2 separate regions of the Neogale vison genome follow, and region 2 is linked to region 1. The links are chromatin contacts, called in public Hi-C maps. All regions are on one chromosome and are shown on one strand. Each heading gives the region's core, a stretch centred on a gene start, on an enhancer-like site or on the middle of the called end of the contact. The rest is flanking DNA. Distances are from core to core; before and after follow the strand shown.

Evidence for each region. A called contact is a pair of places that touch in the nucleus more often than the background predicts.
Region 2: a contact with region 1 is called in a Hi-C map of fibroblasts, with 2.7 times the contacts expected there. The contact joins the promoter of RFX2 here to the promoter of MLLT1 in region 1. A contact is called at or near these places in 2 of 3 Hi-C or Micro-C datasets (fibroblasts and muscle).

Annotation. Positions count from the first base shown.
Region 1 is chr6:220,100,345-220,104,966 of ASM_NN_V1, reverse strand. MLLT1 (protein ENL) reads right to left here and starts at 1,678. Exons shown (of 11, transcript XM_044254436.1): 1 at 1,620-1,678. The coding sequence starts at 1,631.
Region 2 is chr6:220,243,122-220,247,655 of ASM_NN_V1, reverse strand. RFX2 (DNA-binding protein RFX2) reads right to left here and starts at 3,153. Exons shown (of 17, transcript XM_044254439.1): 1 at 3,027-3,153.

The DNA of each region.
Region 1 (4,622 bases), core at 429-2,928:
GGGCCTGAAAGGCCTCAGGTTTACTTAAACTGACAGAGTTGACTCCGGGTTTCCAGACAGAGGGAAAGGGGCCATGGGGAGAGTTTATGGAGGTTGGGGAACCACTCTGAGTTTGGAGCAAGGCTCTAAGATGCTGGGGAAGGAAGGGATATGGGGTGTGCTGTGGGGAGAGGAGAGGGGCTGAAAGACAAAACATCACGCTTGGGGATGTTGGGAGGAAGTGGGAGACCCTGAATGCAAGGAGAGACGTACGGGGGGGCTGGGGAACGGGGGTCCGCAAAGGGAAGCCAGCTGAGGGTGAAAAAGGCAGACAGATCTGGACTTGGGGGAAAGTGTGGGGAAGTGTCAATCAGGGTTGCAGAGGCACAGAGGACCCACGCTGAGGGGAGCGAGCCATCTGGGGTCTGACAGGCTAGAGGGCTCCAGGTCAGAGCAGAAAATGCTCCTGGGCCTGGTCCAAGAGAAAGGTCTGAAGGTGAAAGAGAGCCTGCCAGGCTCTAGGGGCCGAGCGACTGACGGAGCCTGAGACCAGAGGGAGCTGAGGAATCAAGGGTTGGGGGTGTGGGGGTGTCAAAGCCTCTGAGGAAGCAAGCCCAAATCCAAAGTGATGGGGCTGAGGGGGCGAGCTCAATGCAGGCCTGGGTCATTGTGGGAAACACCCAGGCCCCAGCCAGAGTTCAAGGGAAAGCGGTCACCTAGGCTAAGGCAGTGGCAAGATCAAGGGGGAGAGAAAGCTCGGTCCTGGAGAGAATGAGGGCTAAGGAGGCTTCAGGTGGGCCTAGGTTTGAGGAAGCAGGAGGCCGCACCAAGGTCCCGGGGATTCCGGGAGGTGTGGGGGCTTCAAACCCCAGCACTCGGTATAAGGAAGAAGCAGCAGTAGGCTGGGGTTAGTTAAGGGAGTTTGAAGGGACTCAGAGCTGAGGGTCCGGAGAAAAAAGGAGTCAGGCCCTGGACCCACAGAAGGGTGGTATGGCCCAGATCTGACAATGTTAAGGGTCCCAGGGCAGCTGTGGGACTCTCTGGCTGGGGCTGGAGTCCCCAGGGGTGCCTGCGGGGACTCTGGAGTGGGCTGGGATCCAAGCGGCTCTGGGCCGCACTGGGGTCCCAAAGGGCATCTCAGGGGCTTCTGGGCCACCTGTGGGGGCTCTGGGCTGGTTCAGGAGCCCGAGGAGCGTCCCACAGGGTGCTGGGCTGGGCTGAAGTCTCAAGGGGAGTCCCGGGGGAGTCTGAGCCGCCAGTGGAGGCTGTGGCCCGGGCCGGGGTGCCGAGGAGCGTCCCAGAGGCTCTGGGCTGGACTGGGATCACCGGGGGCATCCCGGGGGGTCTGGGTCGGGCTGCGGTTTGGGGGGGCGTCTCAGGGGGCTCTGCGCTGGGCCAGGTCCGGACCCCCAGAGAAGTCCGAGGGGCTCTGGCCGGGCCGGGGTCGCGGATGGGGGAGGGGCGCCCCCGCCCCACATAAAGGCCGGGGGAGCGGCGGGCTAGCACAAAGCGGGGCGGGCGGGAGCTGAGCGTGGGCGGGGAGGCCGGGACCGAGGAGGGCCGGGCGGGCGGGTCGTGGGAGGGAGGGAGGGGACCGGGCGGGCGGCGGGCTGCGCTGGGGCGGCGCGGCCGCTCCTCACCTGATTGTCCATGGCTGGCGCCCCGCCCCGCCCCCGGGCCCCGCGTCGCTCGCCGCCGCCGCCGCCGCTCAGCGCCGCCCCGCCGCCCTCATTGTCTGTCGGGCGCCGCCGCCGCCGCCGCCGCTCCCGGCTGCCCGCCCGCCCGCCAGCCCCGCGGAACCGGAAACCACCGCCAGTCCGGGTCGCGCACCGACCGCGGGCCCCCGCCGCCGACTCTGGCCTGCCGCCCCGACTGACAGCCGCCTGGGCTAATCTGCAGCGCGGACCGCCGCTCCTGGGGCGGGACTTCCTGCCTGGCGGGGGCCTGCCGGGCTGCGGTCGGAGGGACGAAGCCCCCAGCCAATGGGAAGCCCGAACCGGAGGGGCGGTGGGAGGGAGGGAGGGAGGCGCGAGGCGAGCCCGGCGGAGGGGAGCGCGAGGTGTGCGCCGCACGTGGAGGGGGGCGGGGGCGGGACGGGCGTGCCGCGCCTGCGCACTGCGGCCCGCAGGGGGCGCTGCCTCGTGGCCGGAGCTTCCCGGGGGCCTGAGCCTAACCTGGTCCAGTTGAGGAGTCGGTTCGAGCCCCGGGGAGGGTGCCCTAGGAACACTTTTGTTTCCTGGCCACGTGTTGCTACCGTGTCCTGGGACGGGCTCCGGGCTCTGGAGCGAGAAATTAATTTTCCGATGCTGGATCTGCATCAGGGAAAGCCTGGTCGACTAGCCTCTCCGTCTGAGTCTCAGTTTGCACATCTGTGAAATGGGGACGCTCAGTACCTTGTAGTCTTAGTTCACACTGACTTCAATGATACACATTTTAAATCTTCTGCATTAAAATGATCAAGAAAGCCTCATTTCATCCATGAAATTGATCATTCCCCTAATCCCTCTAAAACCATCTTTTAATTTACCCGTGATCATATAATTTCACAATTTGTAAACTGTGTTTGGATGAGACAGAGACATACCGCTCCATCTTTTTTAGGATCTTGCAAGCCACTTGTCTCTCGGACAATGGGACTTCTGCCTGCAACTTGGGGACTCGTATGCTTTATTTTATCTTTTAGAGATTTTATTTATTTATTTGAGAGAGGCCGAGATAGCGACTGAGAGCACAAACAGGGAGGAGAGGGAGAAGCAGGCTCCCCGCTGAGCAGGGAGCCTGACTCGGGGCTCCATCCAGGATCATGACTTGAGATGAAGGCAGACACTTAACCAACCGAGCCACCCAGGCACCTTTGTGCAGTTATTTTAAATCTCTTCTTATATTAAACCAGGGCTTTTGGTTTGCTTGGAGGTTTTCTTGTGCTCCCCACCCCGCCTTCACGTTTAAGTGTCGGCCAAGTATTCTTTAGGTAATCAGGGTGCTATTTTGTACTGAAGAACATCAGGAAATCAGTAACTTTGGAATGAACATAATTCCTCGTAAGACTCTGAAAAAGGCCAGACGCTGTCATAGTAATACCCTACCTTTTGATCTAGGGCTGGGCGTGCTGGGGGGAAGAAATGAAGGACCTGCTGAGAAAATAAGGAGCAACTTTGATGTCAGTACAACTTTTTTTTTTTTTAATCCTATAACTGGATGTAAGTGGATCAGTAGTTCTAAGTGGTCCTTGAACCAGCAGGTTCGGCATCTCCTGGGAACTTTATTCAAAATGCAAATTCTAATCTCCCTTGATTTACGGAATCAGAAACTCTGAGTGCACAACCTGCACCCAGAGGGATGGCCATACTAGCCCTGCAGACGATAGTGAAACTTAATCAAATTTCAGAACCACTGTCCCCAGTAAAGGGACAAAAATTGGCGGGTTAGCCTTTTGTCTCTAAAGGAAACTTGCAGTGAAAAACCTTCCAGCTACAGTTGTTGCAAGGAAAAGCTTCAGGAACTCAACCACCGCTCCCTTACTCATCTGGGAAATTCTCTTTAAGTTAAATTTTGAACTGTTGGGGGTTTTCAAAACTATATTCCCAGGGCTCCCAGTAAATCAAGCACAACCCTTTAAGAATTGGAAAGAATAACGGAGAAACAACCCAAGTGGCAATCAGCAGTTGAATGGACAAGCAAAATGGGATCCATCCATGCAATGAAATATGATTTACTCTTAAAACGGAGGGACAGCTACCACAACATGGAGGACATTATGCTCAGTGAAATAAGCCAGACACAGAAGGACAAATCCTACCTGATTCCCCTCACAGAAGGTCCCTAGAGGAGTCCTATCCACAGAGAGAGCGAGAGAGGACATGGTGGGAGCCAGAGGTGGGGCAGGGGGTGTGGAGTCAGTGTTTCCTGGGACAGAGTTTCAGTTCAGGAGAGATGGAAAGTTCTAGAGACGGATGATGGGCATGGCTGGACCACCGTGTAAGTGTGCTTCACACCACTGAGCTGTGCACTTAAAATGGTCGCAATCATAAATTTTGTTATGTATATTTTTACCACATTAAAAAATTAATGGATTTCTTGACACCATGAATGTATAAATATCCACGAGTCTGTAATAATATCAGAACAACACCGGAGCTCATTCATTACTTTCAAAAGTGACAACCGCATCAAGGCCTTGCTTATCATGCCTTTGCAGCATGAGAGCAGCCCAGTTGATGAGGAAAAGCCCTTTTCACAGAAAAACACCTGCTGATCATGCTAAAAGGATGATAGGGGAAAAAAATCACTATTTTGAAACCACTAATGAAAAAACCATTGTGGGCAAGAGTCATCCATGGAGGCTGAAACCATTCCCTGAAAGGTTACAGGGGACTGGAAAGTCTCATGTTCACCGAAGATCTGCCCTCGGATCACTTGCTAAATGCGAAGAGGAAACAAGTAGCTTTACCATGGAAGACATCATGCTGTCACCACCTTGGTTCGGTGACCACCCTTAGCAGCAAAGCAGAGGGACAAGCAGAATGACGGGCTCCCGCTAGGGGTGATGAGAAGTCCACGGCACCAAAAAGAAAGTTCTCGCCCAAAAAGTTTAACCTGAATCTGCTGTCACCCCTAATGGCCTAACTGCCAGGTCACAGGAG
Region 2 (4,534 bases), core at 1,904-4,403, 140 kb before region 1:
CCAACTAGCAAGATGATTTCTCAGCGAACTTTCCTTGTCTCTTAAATAGTTCACATTTTACAAATAAGCAGGTGTCAGGGGAGGGGGACACATTATTTAAATAAGTGGTTACCTTGCAGTTAATTAAAAAGAGTCAAAGTGATAAGATACGGTTCCTACTGCCCCTGGAATTTTACGAGGAAAACAACCGCAAGTGTCTATAAAAATCCCAGCGGTACATTCCAAATTTTGACTCAGCTATAACATTAACCGAAGTTCAATTAATTAAATATTGACGAATAAGAATTAATTTTAACTTGACTCTGAAAGTACAAATTAGCTCAAAGGAATAAGATATTTCCCAGCATCTGCATTTCTGGTGACTGGCCCCAGCCCGGCCATACTTCGGTTAGAAACATGCTAAAAGTTGAATATTAAGGTAATAATGTATGTCCTGGTGCTCCTGGGGGGGCTCAGTCGATTAAGCAGCCACCTTCAGCTCAGGTCATGATCTCAGGGTCTTGGGATGGAGCCATGGCTCAGGTCATGATCTCAGGGTCCTGGGATGAAGCCCCACAGTGGAAAGTCTGCTTCTCCCTCTCCTTCTCCCCCTGCCTTGCCCATGCACTCCCTCTCAAATAAATAAAGTCTTTGAAAAAAGAGGTAACGTACGTCCTTAGTGCAGAGCGCAAATATCAATAGAATTTCAAAGAACTCATTCTGTTGCTTAGTGTAATTAGTAAGTGTCCCCTGCTCCCAGATGCTCCTTTGGAGTTTATCTGGCACAAAAGAAGAATGTACCTAAAGGCTAAATAATTCAGTTTTGCTTTTATTGCAGAAGCAAACTGTATCTGAACTCACTCCCAGCCTAAACCAGCCAAATAGCACAGGACCACAGAAGCAGTCGGCTTGTCCATCAAGCATCGGAAATCTTTTTTTGAAAACTACCCGGTCCCCTCTGGTATTTACCAAGCTCACTGGCTGGCCAAGATAGCAGTGATCAGTGACTAAAGAGACTGGATTCTTGGTTTTGGGGGGGTGGAGTGGGGAGAAGGGGGAGGGAGGGGAGGGCAGAGGGAGAGGAGGCTCTCACCACACACTCTCACCTCTCTGGCAAGGGTAGGTGACAAGCTGTCTCTAACATTATTCTGGAGCGGGTTTTTAAACTCGAATGGGAGAAAGAACGGGTAGCCAGCCCTGACACTCCCAGGAAGGAGGGTAAGGGTCTTAACAGAAGCACCCAGTGCTTCAGAGCATGAAGACAAGGGATAAAAACGTATTGACAATATGCGCAGGGGAAAAAAAAAAAGGTTTTGTTGTTGCTTTTTGGATCATTATTATTAGCATAATTATTTAGCTGGGGGAGTCTTAGTTGAAACCGAGAGTCTTACATAAGGTTTGATATTTTGGATTTGCGAGATAAAGCTGGCTGGGAGGGAAAAAGTCCCAGGGGAGTCTGCCCTGCCGGTTAATCGCACCGGGCAAGAAATAGTTGTGCTCCGCGCGTGCGTGTGTGCTGGGGGCTGCACCATGAAAACAGCCAGAAGCAGGCAGGAGGTCTATGGAGAACGCGGACCTGGACTCCCTCCCTCATTCCTGCAGGGCAACCAGGAGGTTAAAATTAGGACGGTGAACCACCCCCGCCTCCGCTGGAATGGCAGGGGCACCTCGGCCCCAGGGGCCCTTGAAATAGCCACTAGGATCGGGGAAACCGAACTTTCCTAGTGCAGCAGCGAAAACAGCCAACAGGGACCGGTGGCGAGGGAGCCCCTGGCTTCGCTCAGGAGGGGAAAGGAATAGCGTATTTGGGGGGCGGGGGGGGTGTCTGTGTGTCTCTGTGTGCCGAGTGCGCTTCGGGGGAAGGGGGAGTTACGGGTGGGGTTCAAATTCACAAACATACAGGCACTCACACAATCCCAGGAGAAAATGTCACCGAGCAGTTTTGGGCCACAGGTTAGGCTCTTTAAACAAAATAAGTCAATACATTAAAACACAGAAACACACACACACACACGCACACACGCGCACACGCACACAACTTCTGGGGAAACTCTCCTCGCTTGGAGATCGGTCTAAATAGGGGAGCGGCGGCCGTTCGAAGAGGCTTCCCCAGCGGGGTGGAAGCCCTGGTGGACACAGGATCCCCCAAACTCTGGAATGTGGGGCTCAAAGGGAGAGAGGGGAGGAGGGTCCGAAGAGCCCAACCACGAGGATTTTTGGTAAAGAGGTGAGAAACGGGATCCAGGGGAGTCTGATTCTCGGTGAGTCTGGGGAGAGCAAGGGAGGGGGGCGTTTTCCCCAAGACAAGCTCATCGACTTTTGGGTAAACAGTGAGAACCGGGTTCCACGGGAGCCCTCAAGCTCACAATTCTGGAGGGAGGGGTCAGAATGAGAAGACGGTCCCCAAGACACCCCAAATCCAGGAAATTGGGGCAAAAGTGAAAACGAGTCTTCCGGGCCCTCGCGATTCAGGAGTCTGAGGTTAGGAGTGAGAGAGGGGCCCCGGGGACCCCAGTTTCAGAGATTGGGGGAGTAAAAGATAAGAGGGGTCTGCAGGAGCCCCCAATTCCGGGAGTTTAAGGTAGGGAGTTGAGATGTTTCAAGAAGTTGAGAGGAAGTGAGAGAGTGGTCCCTGGGCGCCCCCAACTTAAGGATTTGAGGGTAAAGTAAGAAGAGGTTCCCAGGAGCCCCAGTTCAGGGAGTTTGAAGATAAAAGTTTGAGGGGTCCAGGGGCACACCCAAGTCGGGGATTTGGTACGAGCGAGAGGGTAAGAGTGAGAGAGGGATCTCGGGGGCCCCCAACTCGGGAAGTTTTCTGAAAAGTGAGGCGACGGTTCCCACTTGCCCCCGAGTTTGGGTAAAAGGTCGGGGGGTGGCTCCCAGACTCCCCCAAACTCCGCCGCGCCTGCGGAACTGGGCTGGAGAGACGGGTCCCGCGGGCGCGCCACCCCGGACGTTTGGGGTGAACGTCCCGATCCCCGATCCGGATCCCCGCCGCCCCCCGCACTCCCCGGTCGGGCCGGGCCCAGGGCGGTCGCATCGGTCACCTGGAGTTCGGGCCGGGAGTTCGGGCAGCGGCTCCCGCGGCGGCAGCAGCGGCGGCTGCGTGTTGGTCCCCGTTGGTAAGTAACAGTCTCCACGGCTACAGTCTCTATGGCGGCGGCGGTGGCGGCGGCGCCGCTCCTCCTCCGGCTCCCGCCGCCCGCCCGCCTGCCTCGCGCTCCCGCCCGCCAGCCCGCCCGCCGCGATGGGGCGGGGCGTTGTTACCGGCAACGGTTACCAGGCTCCACGCCCCACCCCTTAACGGCCCGCCTACGCCCGCCTCCCTCGGGCGCGAGGAGGCCCTGCAGTACTCCATTGGTTGCCCGCAGTGTCCGTCAGAGGGGGCGTCTCCAGGCGAGGATGAGGGCGAGGCTTGACCAATCGCCGCGAGGGAGGGCGTGGCTTGGCGGGAGGCGCGCGGGGCTCCGAGGGTTGGCGAGCAGAAAGCGCGCGCAGCTCCCGGTGGGTGGCGCTGCTCCCGGAAGGCTAAACTTCGGCGACACTAATGGAGTCTTCGATTATTCAGGACGACCCGGCATAGTCTCAGTCTGGGGTCGGCAAACTCCGACCCGCGGACCGAGTTCTGCCCACTGCCTGTTTCTCATGGACCACAAGCTGGGAGTTTTAAAATATTTTTTTAAGAGGCTTTAAACAGAGGCGTCTGGGTGGCTCAGTGGGTTAAACCTTCTGCCTTTGGCTCAGGTCAGGGGTCTCAGGGTCCTGAGATCGAGCCCCACATCGGGCTCTCTGCTCTGCAGGGAGCCCGCTTCCTCCTCTCTCTCTCTGCCTGTCTGCCTACTTGAGATCTCTGTCAAATGAATAAATAAACCCTTAAAAAAAAAAGATTTAAGAGGTTTTAAACAACCTTTTGGTTGATTTTGAAGAATCTTCAGTGGCAGGTGAAAAATGTATGAAATTCTTGCATTATTGAATCCAGTATTTTTAGTATCTTTAAGGGTTGGCGGACCACACCCTTGGGCGAAATTATGTCTGCCTGTGTTTGTGAATAAAGTTTTATTGGAACGCAGCCAGGCCCATCTTTTAAGAGAATTTGAGAGGCTGTTTTCACAATCCACGGACAGAGCTGAGCACTGAAGAGTTAATTCGTGGCTCAAAGATGGAGTGACATAAGCGGAGCCTAGAATATTTACTATCCAGCCTTTCACAGAAAATGTTTGCCAACCCTCTTCCCTCCCTGCCTCCCCAGATGGTAGGTTCAGCCCTGCATAGGATAAACAACCCACACTCTCCTGGAGATTTTATTCTCTTCCCGGGACATTGACAATAAACAGAATAAACAAACATATATAGTTATTCAGGAGAAGGGGCTGGAGAGAAAACTCGTTTTGGAAAGAAACAGGCAGGGCAATTTCAAGGAAGATTAGACCTTGGACCTATTCATTCATTCATTCATCCATTCATTCATTCACTCAACAAGTAATCATATTAGTGAGCACTGATTAAATTGTTCTTAGGTGCCAGAAACTGATCTAAGCTTTTTTTTTTTTTTTTT